Linked DNA regions of Callithrix jacchus: region 1 is linked to region 2. The links are chromatin contacts, called in public Hi-C maps. All regions are on one chromosome and are shown on one strand. The core of a region is the stretch at or near the end of the contact, and the rest is flanking DNA. Distances in the headings are between cores, read along the strand shown.

Region 1 (4,059 bases), core at 1,496-3,995, 140 kb after region 2:
ATGCCCAGCGAGTATCTCCGGGGCTTGAAAGCAGTTAAGATCGAACCTGGGGAGAAACTGGGCACAGGAAGGAAATTTAAAAACGCCTAATTATTCCCAAACCCATCCCACTGCCCTAAGAGCTGCCTATGTGCTGACTTTCTTAAAGAGTCCCGCAAAATCTTGATTCTCCAAAAATTAAACCCATTTGGAGCTGAGACAAGGTGAGGTCCACGCCTGGTATGATCAAGCTACCATGGATCTCACTGAGTCTGGTTCGGTTCTAGCCCCGCGGAGGCCAAGCCTCACCACGAGGGTGAAGACCCAGAGGCATGGAGGAAGGGAATGAAGGCGAGAAAAGGAGAAAGGGGGAGACCTCCGGGCCACACTTCTTTCTAGTACCAACAAAAAGAGAAGCCGCATACTGACCTAAATCATCTCTCAAAGGCGCTTTATAAATTACAGGGACAAAGGGAGGGGGTGGCGGGTGGCCCGGGAATCCTACAGACACCCTACCCTCTGACCCGCCCCCCTCCCCCTCCAGCACAAGGGAAAGAACACAGAAAACAGAGCTCAACTCGGCCATTGGCGACAAGCCCCCTCCGGTTTTCTATCGCCCATCCATTCGTCCCCTAGAAAAAAAATCCACGTAAACACCACAGCCACCCCCTGGGGCAGGCACTCCCGCTCCGAGGTTCCTAGAACAGGAGGCCGGGGCATTTACTTAGTTAGATTTTTCTTGCTTACTCATTTCCCTCGAGCACCCAACCCCCCGTTCCCACTCCAAAACCCCGCTCAACCGCCTACCCTCACCGCTCCAGCCCCCAACAGAATTCGGTGCCCCCGCGGCGTCGGCGGCCCCCGAGCCGTCCCGGTCACTAACCTGCTGCTGTAAGGGCATTTCCGAAACCAGCCTAGCTCCAGGGGGAGGTGGGGGACCGGCTGGAGAGGGGGCCCGGAGGGCCGAAGAGACCGGCGGCGCCGGGCGAGGGCGGGCGCCGGTGGGGGGGTGGGGAGAGGAGAGGGAGGGTGGCGGTGCCGGGGACGGGTGCGAGGGCGCTGGGACCGTCCCAGGCCAGGGAGCCGGCGAGCAGGAGGAAGTGGGTGCCCCCCTCTCCCCCTCCAGCGCCCCCTCCCGCCGCCGCCTCCTCCCCAGTCACAGGCGCGTCCTCCGCGCACGTGTGCGAAACGTCACCGGCGGGTCCGGGAGAGAGGGACAGACCCAGGCGGCGGGACGGGAACCCGGCTGCCCCCGCCCTCCGTCGCCGGGGGGCGGAGAGGGGGACAGGGCGGGGAAGGAAGGGGCAAGTGGAGAGGCGGGTCAAGGGCAGGCCCGGGGCCCGGCGAGGAAGGCCTGGGCGCTCGGGCCACGCGGGCGCCGCCGCTGCCACCGCCAGGATGCGCCCAGGCCGGAGCGCCAGCCTGCGAGCCCCTCACCCCAGAGAGCCCACGCCCCAGTCCGCACCCGGCTTCCAGCCCCACCTCCCCCACGCCCGACTCCCCTCCACCTCCCCCAGCCCCTTTGTTGCCGGGAGTTACAGATCCTAAAATGTGTCAAGCGCAGCCCCGCCAATCCCTTGCGCTCGGAGCACGCCGCAGGGACCCCCGGCGACCAACGGACCTCCGAGGCCGGTTGAGGGCATGCACCCCAAGGGTCCCCCGGTTTCCACCCCTTGGAGCCCCCAGCACCCCGGTTCACTACTCCCTCCCCCACCCCCTTCTCCATCCGGGGCGTGACCCCTTCCTACGCCCGAGAAAGAGGAAGCTTCGAGTTGGAGGGGAAGGGACAGTGGGGGTAGGGAAAAGTGCAGGAAAAGAAGTGGGGGGGCCGAGAAAAGTTTTGGAGTGTTGGAGGTGGTTCGCGCCCAGGCAACCCCCGCCGCCCCGCGCGCCTGGCCGAGCCCCCCGGCCCTCCTGGCGCGGGGGAGAGCACTCAGGTCAACAATGAACCCTCGCCGGAGGGGCAGCCCCCGAGGCCCACGATGCTCGCCCTGCAGCGCGCCCACGACCCGTGCGGTGCAAGCCCACCTCCCGCCTGGGCTGGGGACGGTGGGGTGGAAGGGTATTACCGGAGGGCCGCCGCCGCCGCCTCGTCCCAGCGCTGGTGGCTGCTGCAGCAGCCCGGCTCTGCTGGAGGGTCCGTGCGGCGTGGTGTAGAGGAGGCTGCCGGCGGTCTGCTCCGCGCCGGGGGCACTGGGGAGGAGGGGGCCGGCGGCGACGGCGCCGCTGTGGAGGGAGGAGGAACAGGAGGTGGTGGAAGTGTTCGTGGTGAGGATCTGGATGTACGCGCCCGGGGCGGCGGCGGCGGCGAAGCCGGGGCTGGCTAGCAGTGCCCTTTTGTCCATGGAGGCTGCAGCGGCGGCGGCGACGACAGCCGCCCCCTCCCCACCCCCGGCGGTCACCAGGTACGGCTCCAGAGCGGGCTGGATCCCCTTTCTCATCTCTCGCTCCTGCTCTTTTTAGTGTTACGATATATTAATGTATTTTTTCAATTTCTTTATTATTTGCAGTCGGAGTTTCCAAGTCTCTCCTTCTCTCCTCCCCGCCCGGCGCTTCCGAGCCCCCTCTCTCTCTTTTCTTTTTATTTTTCCGCACCGCACAGGCCCCGGGGGCCAAAAATGATCGGGGCTCTGGAGAGAGGAGGGTCCCGGTCGCACGGATATCGGGCCCCAATCGGGGATGGAGGCGTCGGCGGCGGCCGATGCAACGGATTGCGAGGCGGCGGCGGCAGCCCGGGTGCTGCGGCCGGCAGCTGAAAAATGGCTCCAGGAAGCTGCTGCTGACAATGAATGAAGGGATACGGTTTACGCGCCAAGGTCCTCCCGCGAAACTCAGATTTCCCGCCGGCTTTTCAAACCATATTTGCATATCCCCGCCCCTCAACCCGCCGAGGACCGTTCCCACAGCCCATTGGGCCTCTATCTTTTTAATTCACTCCCAATCGTGGAGCAGGGCCGCGACTTGCTGGTTTCCATTGGCTGCCGGGCATTATGGTTACCGGGGTGACAGGGACCCTATTTGCATAGGTCTCCTTGATTGGCTGTGAGAAGAGCAGTTTTTAGGGGGTGGGGCAAAGACTTTGCTTCTCTCCCACGGAAGACCACGCCTGGCCTAGGCTCCGCCCTTGTCCCTGCCCGCCCGCCGGGCCGGAGCTACTGACCTGGGCAGGGACTCAGCGCCCTGCAGACTCAGTGTAGATCTAGTCTAGAGCGCAAGTTTCGCTTTTGGGAATTGTCAGGGTGACTAAGGGGACACTCTTTTTCCTTTGACCAGTCAGTGCAATATACGAACAACAGCAGGAGATTCTTCCAAATATATGCCAAAAGCAAGTTGGACCATGAGGACGATGCCTGGCAGGTGGAAAAGGAGCCCTTTAAATCGTGGGCTTCTCCCTTCCTGAAATCCAACCAATGACAAGGCGAGAGCTGATCCCGAGGCCGGGGCTGATAGACAGAAGCATGTGGGCAGACAGAATCGTGGGGGCAGAAGGTTCAGCAGACGCGGTTGCGGGCACCAGTTAAAATTCCAGATCATTCCCAATACCTTCATTATTGGCCTGGATAGGGGTAAAGTAAAAAATTAACTCTTTTATCTTACAACGAGTATTGGTTTGAATCCAGCATACATTCCCTCTGGCCCAGAAACACCCAGGGCAGTTAATCAGGGCTAACCTAGAACTGATCTGCCGGTTTCTAATCCTCCAAGCAGTAATCCGAAAAAGAACACGCTTCCCAGATGACGTCGTGCCCCCAACGAACGCTGGCACGCCCGGGCATCGGCACTTTATATCTTCAGTTCTGTAGGAAGTTCTCTGACTGGAAGCAAACACACGACTCAAACCTATCCCAAAACATTTTTTAAATAGTGGTTTTTGTTTGTTTAGTAAACTAGAAATTGTCATAGAAAAATGTGAAATGATTGTCAAGCTGACTCCTGAATTGGTGAAATATTCATGGGTCTTAAAGATTGCTCCTAAGACTGATCAGGAAAAGAGACCCCTGCAGGAAAGTGGGGAAAGGTATATATGTAGAGGGTAGCTCATAATTTATAGTTACGTGCAAAACAGCTCCTGAATTGCTG
Region 2 (4,333 bases), core at 1,504-4,003:
CTGAATTAGAATCTCCAAGAGAACTGAAGCACATGAACATAGAAGCTGTCCAGGTAATTCCACTACACATCCCTGATTAACAACCACTATTCTACCGTAATGTTTCTCAGTCTTAAGCACTCATTCTATTCACCTGAAGAGCTTTGAAAATTACCAACTAAGCCCCAAGCTAGCCAATGAATCTCTGGGAATGGAGCCTGGGCATCAACATCTTTTTAAAACTTGCCAGTAATTCTCATGTGTACAGCCACAGTTGCGAAGCAATGTCCAGAGGTTTTCACAATGTAATTTCTACATCAGCTGAAGTACCATCATGCGGAACTTGTTAGAAATGAACATTTTTTTCTTTCTTAATTTTTCTGTAGAAACAAGGTCTCCTTTTGTTGTTCCGGCTGGTCTCAAACTCTCGGCCTCAACTGATCGTCCCATCTCGGCCTCCCAAAGTACTGGAATTACAGAGATGAACCACCATGCCCAGCCAGAAATGAAAACTCTTAAACCCTACTCCAGACGTACTGCATCAGATATTTTGGGTAAAACCTAGCAATATTTAACAGGCACTTTAGGTCATCTTGATCTGCATTAAAGTTTGATAATCACTGTCCCAGAATTATTCTTTCATAAAAACCATCTAAAATGCATGTCAAATATACATAACCTAGTCAACTGATTTTCAACAAGAATGCCAAGACAATTCAACAGGGAAAGAATAGGTTTGTTTTTTTTTTCAACAAATGATGCTGGGACAACTGGATAGCAACATGCAAAAAATAAAACTGGAGCCCTATTTCACATCATATGCAAAAATTAACTCAAAATGGATCATAGAACTAAATTTAGGAGCTAACCTTATGAAACTCTAAGAAAAAAACATAAGTACAAATCTTTATGATGTTACAGTAGGCCCTCCTTTCTTAGCTAAGAAACAAAAAGCACAAGTAACAAAAGAAAAAACAAATTAGATGAAGAAGATAGAGAAATGGGCCAGGTACAGTGGCTCATGCCTATAATCCCAACACTGGGAAGTCAAGGAGGGAGGATCACTTGAGGCCAGGAGATCAAAGCCAGAGCCTGAACAACACAGTGAGACCCTATCTGTACCAAAAAAAAAAAAAGGAAAAATTAGCCAGGCATGGTGGCATGCACCTGTAGTCCCAGCTACTTGGGTGCCTGAAGAGGGATCACTTGAGACCAGGTTGTCAAGGCTGAAGTGAGCCATGATCAAGCCACTGCAATCCATCCTGGGTGACACAGGGAAACCCTGTCTCAAAACATACACATACATAAAAGATTGATAAGCACATGAAAAGATGTCAACATCAGCAGCCATCAGGGAAACTGAAATCAAAACTACAAAAATATATCATTTCATACCCATTAGGATGGCTAGAATCAAGAAAATAAATAACTGTTGACAGGCATGTGGATTACATCACCCAGAGGGAAAGAAAAAGAGAACAGAGGTAGTAGAAAGTACAGGACCAAGACTTGAGCAACTCCAAATTTAACTGACAGATAGAGGAAAATAGCTTATAATGGATTCCAAGAAGCAGCCACCAGAGAAGAAAAAAAATCCATGGGCCATGGAAGGCAAAGAAAGAGAGCATGTCAAACAAATGGACATGACCAGTGCCACTGAAGGAAAATGAAAGACTAAGTAAAATAAATGAAAATATCTCTTTGATTTAGTGGTATGTAAAGCACAGTGTTTCCGTAACTTGACAGTGGCAAATAGCTAAGAAATTAGGCTACCTCTCTGCATTTTCTAACATGCAGAAATATGCACACCACTAAAACATAAAAGGTTTTAAGATAAATTAGTACCTTAATTATCTGCAATTAGTCTAAAGTCCTCTTGAAAGATGAGTCTGGAAAATAAAAGTTGATTAAGAAAAGCAAGCACCCAAGAAGTTCGCAAAACCACTATAAGGACTCTACTTAAAAGGAATCAGACTCCATAAAAGACTGCTTTATACAGCAAGATCTACGATGCTCCATACTACTGCTAATTCTTACTGATTACAACAGGTGTGCTGACATCTGCCATGACTGTGAACCACTGCCTGGACTTAGTAATAAATACTATATCCAGCACTACAACACGTCTGCATAGCGCGAGTAACCAACTACTACAGAACAGGAATAAGTCAATAAGGTAAGTAGACATCCAGATCACATTCCATCCGAAAGTTAAGTGTCCCGAGATTCAGAAAAAGGTTTTATGAGTAAAGAAGAACGGAAAGTGAAAAAGCAACACACCTGTTTTTCTCAATGACTTCTGCTTAAATTCTTAAGATACTGCTCGGGGAAAGCTATGTAACTGCGAGAGCCTTGTAACATCTAGAAATTCACTAAGGTATAAAGTGGGAGAACAAATGAAGTTAAATCTGAAAATAAAAAACGAGATGCCTAAAATACACCTAACAGGCGAGCAGCACCTGAGGCCGAAGACCCAACTCGCTCCTGGAAGCCCCATCTGCCTCCCAATGCCCCCATCCCAGCTGGCAAATTCCCTTTTAACTACGAAACAAATGAACAAACAGCCCGAGAAAGACTGAAACTGGAGAAAACAAGGCTTGGCCATAAAAGGAGCTCTGGCCACACTCTGCCCCGCAAGGACCCATCCGCCACTCTTACCCAGAAGCCGGTGAGTAAAAACCAGTCCAAAGTGAGAGATCAAGCCGCCACTCTCCGGAAGCTACCCGGACTTTAGATGGAGGGCGCCATGACACATGCGGCCCGCCACGTGTATTTACGCATGCTCGGCGACGGTGGCCCGAAGCGGTCAAATTACGTCATTGCTGACAGTGCTAGTTCTGGTTTCACTGCGTTTAGCAATGTGTACGCCTGAAGTGCCTTTGATTCCAAAAACTAAAGTAACAACCCCAAGTCCTCGGGTTCCTAGAAACGGTTAATAGCCAATTTTTCCTGAGCTCTTACCTGTCAGACACTGGGTTAAGTACTTTGCATAAACATGATTTCACTATTTATTATTACTATTCCCAGTTTACAAAAGAGGACACTGGAAGTTAAAGGACTGGCCCTAAGTTGCTTTGCTAGTCGTGCTGTCTGCTGGGCTGGATCCGACGCTGTCTTGATTCCCAAAGAACTTGCTCTTCTCACTGCATTGTACTAGCCTCCTCAATCATTTGGGAAAAGGGGGTCTCTTCTTTAATATTAAAAAACAGGAGGGGTAAAGGTCAGCTGGGGTAGATTTCGCTGACTCTACATCTTTTAGCACCACCCAGGTTTTTTTGTTTTGGAAAGCTTAGATGGCAGTTCAGCGGGCACCTATTGAGGAAAAAACTTGGATGGAGTATACTGATCGCCACCCGCTTGCTTTACATATGTTATCTCCTTGATTATTCATTGCCCTAGACACTATATTTGACCACGTGTTTACCAGAAGAATGTCTTTCCTTTAAAGAGTAAAGGGAATAGGAGGCAATAGGCCATGGACAAGGGGCAGAAGTCATGAGTTTCACGCCTGACTTGGGTTTCACAGTGATTTGGGGCAATTACCTTGTTTTGCAGATGCCTTTCCTAGTACAGTTTCATCTAATTAAAATGCCTCCCATCCACTCAAGAGGCTGATATGGGAGGCTCGCTTGAGCTCAGAGGTTTGAAAACAGCCTGGGGAACATAATGAGACCCTGTCTCTAAAAAATAAATAAATAAATAAATAAATAAATAAAACAAAAGCCACCCTTTTCTCTGTGTATCTGTATCCATAAAATAATCTAAACTGTGCCCTGGGACCCACTGCTGCCTTTACCCATCTGAATTAAAATTGTGTATTTATGTTGCCCTGCCTTTTTTTTTTTTTTAATATGGTCTTCTAGTTTTGCTCAGTGGCAGTATCGTAGCCCATGAGGTTTATCGGAGGTGCGATTATTGCCAAATGAAAACTTTTCCCAATACCCTTCCATGACGACTTGAAATATAGTCGGCATTGGTAATTTTTGACAGTCTCTATGGAGACTGAATTATAAAAAGAAAAAGGAAAAGAAAAAAAGAGATATGGTCTTCTGTTACCCAGGCTGGAGTTCAGTGGCATGATCGCAGTTCACTGCAACCTCTGCCTTCTGGGCTCAAGCAGTTCTCATGCCCCTTAGCCTCCCAAGTAGCTGGCACTACAGGTATGCACCACCACACCCATCTAATTCCATCTCTTTCACTAGACCAAAAGTAGGCCCTGGGTTATCTTCTTGGTTGTAATTGCACTGCCTAGCACATAACCTTGTGCCTATGTTTATAGCTTCTCAATAAACATATGTTGGATGAAGAATGAAAGACTCCATCCCTTTTCCCCCAAGATCTAGTTGAGTTCAGT

What was found. Hi-C and Micro-C count contacts between places; a contact is called where the count stands out from the background.
Region 1: a contact with region 2 is called in a Hi-C map of skeletal muscle, with 3 times the contacts expected there. The contact joins the promoter of E2F3 here to the promoter of CDKAL1 in region 2. A contact is called at or near these places in 3 of 3 Hi-C or Micro-C datasets (induced pluripotent stem cells and skeletal muscle).

Annotation. Positions count from the first base shown.
Region 1 is chr4:10,390,123-10,394,181 of calJac240_pri, forward strand. E2F3 (E2F transcription factor 3) reads right to left here and starts at 2,746. Exons shown (of 7, transcript XM_035294797.3): 1 at 2,049-2,746. The coding sequence starts at 2,420. LOC144582297 reads left to right here and starts at 1,962. Exons shown (of 3, transcript XM_078370543.1): 1 at 1,962-2,199; 2 at 2,253-2,384; 3 at 2,490-3,171. The coding sequence starts at 1,962. The coding sequence ends at 3,025.
Region 2 is chr4:10,250,558-10,254,890 of calJac240_pri, forward strand. CDKAL1 (CDKAL1 threonylcarbamoyladenosine tRNA methylthiotransferase) reads right to left here and starts at 2,754. Exons shown (of 18, transcript XM_078368221.1): 1 at 2,638-2,754; 2 at 2,260-2,351; 3 at 1,825-1,868. LOC118153195 (U4 spliceosomal RNA) reads left to right here and starts at 3,841; the gene lies at 3,841-3,981.